Linked DNA regions of Mus musculus: region 2 is linked to region 1. A link is a contact called in public ChIA-PET data. All regions are on one chromosome and are shown on one strand. Each heading gives the region's core, a stretch centred on a gene start, on an enhancer-like site or on the middle of the called end of the contact. The rest is flanking DNA. Distances are from core to core; before and after follow the strand shown.

Region 1 (4,367 bases), core at 342-2,841:
TCTGTGAAGCAATGGGTACAGGGTACACTACTGCTGGAACTGAGGGGCAGTTGAACGTGTTCTTAGCGAGTCACCTGCTGACCGTGCAAATGAAAAATATCTCCTTTGACTCTGGGCCTCCTGTAATAAAGCAAAGATAGAGCCTGAGACAGTACCCAGGGCTAGGAGCCAGAGACACAGAGAACTTAAATTCAAGGCTGGTCTGACCCTGTCTGAAAACAAAACAAAACAACAAAGAAACAAAAACCCTGAAAAGTAAAATAAAACGAAAGCCACAGAGCCCTGGATTTAAGAATATTAACACAGCTGGCCATGGTGGTGCACACCTTTAATCCCAGCACTAGGGAGACCAAGGCAGGTGGATCTCTATGAGTTCAAGGCCAACCTAGTCTATGTAGTAAGTTTCAGGACAGTCAGGACTATGTAGAAAGACCCCATCCTAATTAATTAATTAAAAAGTTGAAGGAAGGGAAATTCTCTGAATATTTAGTGTGTTAAAGTTATACTTTTGCTTTTGTTCTTCTGGTGACAAGCGCGTGCCAGGCCATAATTGTATTGCGACTTCTCTTGTATTTGTTTAAAATTGTTTATGGTAACGATTCTTTCTTTTTCTATTTCTTCTTAGATCCTCACATATCTGGGTAAAAGTCCCTACAAGGGAAAATACAGATGTTTACACCCTTACCCAAATTCCTTCAGGGACATGGGGACCCAGGCTGGGATGCCATTCAGTAGTAGGCCACCTGTCTGGCGGGCACAGGCTCTGGGTTCCTTTCCCAGTGCAACAAAGCCAGCCTAGCTGGGTGACATTCCCCTTATGAGCCTAGCTGGGTGACACTCCCCTTAATATGACCTAACTTTTGCAAGTTATGTCTGTGTCGTGTGTGTGTGTGTGTGTGTGTGTGTGTGTGTGTGTGTGTGTGTGTGTTTAGGCATGTGAACACCAGTGGAAGACAAAGGCTGGCATTGAGCTATTTTTTTTTATATTCTCTCTCTACAGCCTGGCATTTGTGTGGGCGCTGAGCCTGGACTCAGGCCCTCATGCTGACAGGGTATGAGTGTTACTGGCTGCACCAGCTCCTGACCACTTACGTAACCTCCGTCTCACTTTCTACTCTCAGCTGACATCACTCCTCGAAATATCAGCCCTCTTTACTTCCTCAAACTCACCACACACACACTGGACTAAAAGGAAAGCTATGTAATATTTTAATGTTGGTCATGCTTTTTAGTGTGCTCAGAATTCTAACCGCTATTTGCCATTTAACCTTTACCTGTCTTTAAATTCATTAGGAGCTCCCTTTAGAGGCTTCCCTTAGGCCAGCCACCTCACTGGTGCCTCCGCTAGATCTGTTAGGTCCCCGTGAGCCTTCAGGCCTGTTCCTTCGGTCCTTTCCCTGTTTGTCACGGCACAATCCTCTTCTGGCACTTTTGGGTTTACTGACTTTCCTCTCCCTCATCAGACAGGACCGGAAGTTGGGGAGGTGCGGGAGGGAGGGGCGGGGGGGGGAGGGTGCTTTTGTATTATTTGTGAACTGGTGCTAGAAGTTCATAGCAACAGTGAGTTTGTTTTTATTGTTTCTGGGGTTATCGTTCCTCCTCGCAGCCTGAATGAAACCCCACCTGACTCTCCATGGTTGTCAATAGAGAAAGCTCTTCACAGGGGATCTAAAGAAAGACACAGCAACCCAGGCCAGAGTGTGGGGCCTTACTGGGCAGGAATGACAAGTTTAACTGTTATCCTAAGATTTAACTCTTGGTCCAAATCAAAAAGAGGACTTCATTATATTAATCTACAGACAGGAAAAAGGACAGCGATTTTTTTTAAAAGTTACTTTTAGGCAGGCTGTGGTGATGAATGACTTTATTCCCAGCACTTGGGAGAAAGAGGCAGAGAGCTCTCTGAGTTCGAAGTCAGCCTGGTCTACAGAGCGAGTTCCAGGACAACCAGAGCTACATGGAGAAACTCTATCTTGAAACAAACAAACAAACAAACAGCAGCAACAGTGAAGACCTGGTGACCGCTGCAGGCACCAGGTACACAAGTGCAGGTAAAAGGCTCATATACTTGAAATAGCTATTTTTAAATTTGAAAGAATAATGTTAAACAATAACAATAAAGCCTGCCATGGCATGGTGATGCACCCTTGTCATCCAGACATGATACAGTGGTACATGCCTGTAGTCTAACACTTGGCAGTCTGTGGTAGGAGGATTGCCAAGAGCTTGAAGATAGCCTAGGCTATATAATGAATTCCAGACTAGCCTGGGATACAGAGTAAAACCTGTCTCAAAACCAAACCAATGAACAACAGATCAAGCTCAGTTGCCTTCTTTTCCTGTTGTTTTTGATATGAGCTTTGTATAACTGTTGGTGGGGCTTTTGTTTGTTTGTTTGTTTGGTTTTGCTTAATGCTGTTTATAAGCTTCTTCGTGGGCTTGGAGACTGGCCTAGAGGTTAAGACAACTCACTATTCTTTCAGAGGATGGACGGGGTTCAGTTCACGCCTCCACAGCAAAGGTTCGTGAGCAACGGTAATTCCTCCTCCAGGAGATCTGACACCTTCTTCTGGCTTCCATAAACACCCAGACACATATGTGCATATCTCTCCACATATGCATGGTTTAAAAAAGTAATGAATCTTTTTATAAAAAATATTTTCTCGGTGGCTAGGATGGCACATTTCTTCAGTCCCAGTACCTGGAGATAGAGACAGGTGGATCTCCATGAATTTGAAGACAGCCTGATCTGTGTTGTGAGTTCCAGGCCAGCCAAGTGCTACATAGTGACACCCTATCTCAAAAAAACAAAACAAAACAAAACAAAACAAACAAACAACAAAAGCAGCATTTTCTCATGATATGGGGATCCTTGAGAGGGGATGAGAGAGCTCATGGATAAACATGTCTCCACAGCTGGAGACCTGAGTTTCCTTCCAGGGTCCACTTTTATTTTTCTTTTGAGACAGTTTACTATGTAGACCAGGCTGGCCTCAAACTCACAGAGGTGCGCTGCATGAGGAAGGTCACTGTTGCATGAGGAAGGTCACTGCACTGCATGAGGAAGGTCACTGGGCTGCATGAGGAAGACCACTACACTGCATGAGGAAGGTCACTGCACTGCATGAGGAAGGTCACTGGGCTGCATGAGGAAGACCACTGCACTGCATGAGGAAGGTCACTGGGCTTCATGCTTCCTGCTACTGGATATTCATTTTTCTTTCTTCTTTTTAAAATTTTTGTACAAGTTGTATAGATGAAAGTGGTACCTGGGTTTTTTAAAATTTGCATTGCTTTTGTTACTACTGAAGTAGAACTTTTTCCCACGTGTCTTTTAGCACAATATGTTTCCTCTTTTGTGAACCGTTCAAGTTCATTTATTTTATTATTTTTTTTAGTGGAGCTCTTGATATATTCTATATATAAATCTGACCAATTACTCTAGAGTCTATAGCTTTCCTGGCTCTTAGCTTACATGGCTCTGCTGTTCAGGATATGGAAAGAACTTTCTGGATAAAGTGGATACATAAAGATTCTATAAGTATGGGGGTGGGTGGGTAAGGGGGACTTTTGGTATAGCATTGGAAATGTAAATGAGCTAAATACCTAATAAAAAATGGAAAAAAAAAAAGATAAAAAAAAAAAAAGAAAAAAAAAGATTCTATAAGTAATATATAGGTAATTGGGAAGGGGCTTTTCAGAGGAAAGAGGGGTGCATAAGGGGGGTCAGGGTAAAACTACTTCTGAAAGAGACATGAGCCTTCTCTGAGCAGGAGGGATGACATCCCTCCAACAAACAGGAGGGACAACAAATGGAGCCCTTTAGGAGAATTTTCAAGTTTTTACAGAGTGCTTGTTTAACATGCAAGAGCCCTAAGTTCGATCCCCAGTACCACCGAAACAAGGCATGATAGTGTACATGTATAATCTCAGCATGTGGGAGTGGAGGCAGGAGAATCAGGAGTTACAGGCCATCCTCAACTACCCTGGGATACCTGAGGCCCTGCCTCAAACCAACCAACCAACCAACCAACCAACCAACCAACCAACCAACTCCACGCTCTGTTTCTCACATAGTGCACCTAAGTATTCAGAAGGTGATTAAGACCTTGTCTTATATTTGGAAAGGACTGAAGAGGGCAGATGAGCAGCCGCCATCTACTTCTCCAAGAACAAGAAAAAGTAAATTTAAGATGTCTTCATGGTCTAGGGATTAGATATTAGCACAGGCTAGCCAGCTCTAGTGCACGTGGTTCCAGGAAGTGTCTTGTCTTTGACAGGCATGTTTAAGTGAGGATGGGCTGGACCGGGCCAAGTGATTTCCCCATGGAAGGGGAGCGATGTCATCTTACAGCACCGTGGCGTCA
Region 2 (4,189 bases), core at 1,161-3,660, 78 kb after region 1:
TTGTTGAGTCAGGGTCTCTTTTTAAAAATTATTTCTTTTATTTATTTTCAATTTCATGTGCATTGGTGTTTTGCCTGCATGTATGTCTCTATGAGGGTGTTGGATCACCTGTAACTAGAGTTGTAGACAGTTGTGAACTGCCACGTGGGTGCTAGTAATTGGACCTAAGTCCTCTGGAGGAGCAGCCAAAGCTCTTGGCCATGGAGCCATTTCTCCAGCCGGGGGCAAGGTCTCTTTATGTAGCCTGAGCTGTCCTAGAAATCACTATATAAGGCAGGCTGACCTTGAACTCAGAGATCTGCCTGCCTCTGCCTCCCCAGTGCTAAGATGAGTGCTGCATCTGACCAACTCTGACTCTGCTTTTCCTGTTTGTTCTGTCTTCTTTTGCTCCCCTCCTATTCTTTCTTGTCTCCCTCTTTACTACTCCTTCTCCATCTCCTTCTCCCTCTCCCCTTGCTCTCCTCTTCCTCCTCTCTTCTGGGTCTCTCTCTTTCCCTTGCTGAGCTGTGGCCCTAGGCATCTTCATCTTCCCTGCACGCTGTCTTGTTCTCGTGTGAGTGGCTGAGCTAGGAGGCAGTGCACCACACAGACCAGGACAAGGCCCTGTAGGACACGGTCCTGTTCCAGTGCTTTGAGGCGGCCCTTTGCTTATCTGACCTGTGCTGTGAAGACACTTCCCAGGTGAGCCCTCCTCTTTTGTCTCAGGCCACAGGCTGGGGTCACATAAGCAGGAAAGTCCAAAGGGAGCAGCTGTGCTGAGGTGGCTGAGGAAGCCCTCCTAGAGCAACAGTTCTCAACCTAGAGGTCGAGACCCTTCGGGGGTCAAATAACCCTTTCACAGGGTTGCCTAGGGCCATCAGAAAACACAGATGTTTGTATCACATTTCATGACAGTAGTAAGATTATAGTAGTAATGAAAGAAAGGCTGCAGCATTCGGAAGACTAAGAGCCACTGTCCTAGAGGGACCTTAGCAATGGACCCCAGGGTTACCATTGCTGCCATGAAACACCATGACCAAAGCAACCTGGCGAGAAGAGGGTTTATTCAGCTTACCCTTATACCTCACCATTTATCACCAAAGGAAGTCAGGACAGGAACTCAAGCAGGACAGGATCCTGGAGGCAGAAACTGATGCAGAGGCGATGGAGTGGTGCTGCTTACTGGCTTGCTCCTCCTGGCTTGCTCAGCCTGCTTTCTTATAGAACCAGGAACCAACCAGAATGGGCTAGGCCCTCCCCCATTAATCACTAATTAAGACAATGCCCTACATTGTCATCTAAGCCCAATCTTATGGAGTCATTGTCTCAGCTGAGGCTCCCTCCTCCCTGATGACCCCAGCTTGAAACAAGTTGACATAAAACTAGCCAGCACATAGATCACGTCTTAGTCAAACTTTCTCTCAAGCTTCAGTGGAGTATTCCTCAGCCACGCGACAGGGACAGGCTGCACAATAGGGCAGGAGGCCAGCTGGAGCATCTCCACCCATAAACAGGACAGGCACCGCCCTCAGCTGGCCACATGCAGTCCTTCTGTCTCACAATAGCTTCTGAAGAGAGCTACCATTAGTCCTGCTTTGCAAAAGAGGAAACTAAGACCCCAACAAACCGTAGTGACTGCAATGGACTTATGGAGACCAAATGAGGCCAAACCAGGGCCTATCTCTTAGGCTCTCAGTGAGAGTGGCCTCAGCAATCTCAGTTGAGTGGTCTGGGGACAGGCTTGGCTGGCCCTCGGCATAGGTGTCTGTGTGGCCAGAGTGGCCGATGGCTTGCAGGTGGCACTGATTGAAAGTGAGTAGGAGGTGTGAGGACCACAAAAACTTCACCACAAAAAAGAATTGTCACGGTCGGGACCGGCTGGGCCCTGGCCTACCTTTACATCTCTCTCTTGTGCTGTTTCTCACCACAACAGAAACTGCTTATCTGCAGGTGCGTAGCTATTCTAGGAGAATGAACGGTGTGTGGCTTCCTATTAGTGTTCAGAGGATCAGTCACACCACCGAGGCCTGCGGTCCCACGGCTCTGGCCCCGCCCAGCACCGGAAGCCTGCAGCTCCGCGGGCTGGAAGCTGATGTTTAGGGCCAGCCTGCAGCCACACTGGCCCTTTCCCCTCCTGCCGAATGGGGCCAAACCGCCCAGCCTGATGGGAGATTTTAGTTTTCAAATGGCATTCTAGTTGGCTACATATAGCGGGGCACGGCAGAGCAGGACACGTGGGGCAGTTTAACAGTTTGCTGTCCATAGATATCTTGTCACGGGTCATGACCTTGACCACCTCAGCACCCCAGGACTGGGACAAAGAAGTCATGTCATTGTGGCATCACCAAACATCCAGAGAACCAGGAGCTCCTTGCCTGAGAAGGCCTTGAAGTGCAGGCGGCTGAGACAGGGGCACACCTGACAGGCAAGAGTGAGGAAGGTAGCTGTTCTACACCAGCAGGGGAGCAGCTGCTGGCATGCCTATGTAGACAACACAGCCTTTAAAAAGTATTTCTTTTATTTTTTGAGACTATAATATCACTGTGTCGTTTCTTCCTTTCATCCCTCCAAGCCTTCCCATACACACCCCTTCTTTCTTTATTTCAAATTCATTGCTTCTCTCTCTCTCTCTCTCTCTTTCTCTCTCTCTCTCTCCCTCTCTCTCTGGTTTGGTTTTTTGAGACAAGGTTTCTCTGTATAGCCCTGGCTGTCCTGGAACTCTCTTTGTAGACCAGGCTGGCCTCGAACTCAGAAATCCACCTGCCTCTGCCTCCCGAGTGCTGGGATTAAAGGCGTGCTCCACCAAGCCCGGCTCATTGCCTCTCTTTTGCATAAATTATTGCTCTCTCTCTCTCTCTGTGTGTGTGTGTGTGTGTGTGTGTGTGTACTTAGATACATAAATACAACCTGTTCAGCTTGTAGAATGCTACTTGTCTGTATGTTTTTAGGGCTGAGCACTTTTAACTCTTCCTGTAGCCTCAGCTGGCCACAGATGAGGCAGGCATGAATACGGAACAGCTCCAAATGGGGCTGCGGTGATGGCACAGACCCCAGAGTGCCTGCCTCACAAGCTGCAGGACCTAAGTTTGGATCTCCAGCACCCCGCCGGTGGTGGCAGTGCCGAGGAGGCAGAGGCAGGAGCATCCCTGGGAATTTCTAGTCCGCCAGTGTAGTCAAGTCGGTGAGCTCTGGGATCTGTAGGAATACCTTCCTCAGACACCAAAATGGAGAGCAATTGAGAAAGAGTTTTCACGCTGACTTCTGGCTTCTGATACACGCACTCCTACATGCACAGAAAGAGACAGAGGACAAGACCTTGTCACCTGGCTGGAAATGTTATGGACATATGGGTCCTAATGGGAAGTGGGGCTTGGGGGGAGGGGGTTGTGGTTTTTTCTTTTGTTTTTGTTTATTTGTTTTATGCTTGTTTGTTTGTTTGTTGTTTTTCAAGACAGGGTTTCTCTGTGTAGTCCTCACTTGTCCTAGAACTTACTCTATAGACCAGGCTGACCCCAAACTTAGAGATCAACAAGGACCACTCTGCAGAGGGTGCCATTAAAGATGCCACTCAGCCGCAGACAGGACAGAAATCTGAGAAACAGTGACTTAAATAGGGAGGAAGTGTGTTCATCTCATTTGACAGGAGCCTAGGACATTAGTGGGTTAAAGAGACTGTGCAGCACAAGAGACTAAAGCAGGAGGATGGCCGTGAGTTGGAGCCAACCTGGGACACTTAGTTCTTCACCGGCTTGCGCTATGAGAACTTATCCCAGAAAAAAAAAAAAAAAAGCAAAACCATGGCTCTAGAGAGTCTGTACTGCTCTTCTGAGGACCTGAGTTCCCAGCACTCATGTCAGGCCCTCACAACAGCCTGTAAGCCCAGCTTCAGGGAGCCCAGTGCCTCTGACCCACACGGGCTCATCCACACACAGACACACTTAAAAATAAGACTTAAACAAAACGCCTTTAATCCCAGCACTTGGGAGGCAGAGGCAGGCGGATTTTTGAGTTCGAGGCCAGCCTGGTCTACAAAGTGAGTTCCAGGACAGCCTGGGCTACACAGAGAAACCCTGTCTTGAAAAACCAAAAAAAGACCAAAAAAAAAAAAAAAGACTTAAACAAAACAAACAAACAAACAAAAAAGGCTGGAGAGATGGCTCAGTGGTTAAGAGCACTGACTGGTCTTCCAGAGGTGTTGAGTTCAAATCCC

The links. ChIA-PET counts read pairs in DNA pulled down with a chosen protein or histone mark.
Region 2: an RNA polymerase II ChIA-PET map of effector CD8 T cells shows a contact between it and region 1, with 20 read pairs. The contact joins two enhancer-like sites. A contact is called at or near these places in 10 of 484 Hi-C or Micro-C datasets (centroblasts, embryonic stem cells, nephron progenitors and 1 more), 3 of 115 datasets of contacts at active chromatin or transcription factors (bone marrow-derived dendritic cells, effector CD8 T cells and embryonic stem cells) and 3 of 9 other capture datasets (adipose tissue, liver and pancreatic islet).

Annotation. Positions count from the first base shown.
Region 1 is chr9:44,566,705-44,571,071 of GRCm38.p6, forward strand. No RefSeq gene overlaps it. Among named protein-coding and RNA genes, the nearest start is that of Ddx6, 36 kb to the right of the region's middle. Within about 2 kb of position 1,592, at least 172 of the 459 cell types and tissues checked have an H3K27ac peak or open chromatin away from gene starts, as enhancers often do. A contact at or near this core is called in centroblasts and effector CD8 T cells, where this site is marked.
Region 2 is chr9:44,644,186-44,648,374 of GRCm38.p6, forward strand. No RefSeq gene overlaps it. Among named protein-coding and RNA genes, the nearest start is that of BC049987, 26 kb to the right of the region's middle. Within about 2 kb of position 2,411, at least 107 of the 459 cell types and tissues checked have an H3K27ac peak or open chromatin away from gene starts, as enhancers often do. A contact at or near this core is called in centroblasts and effector CD8 T cells, where this site is marked.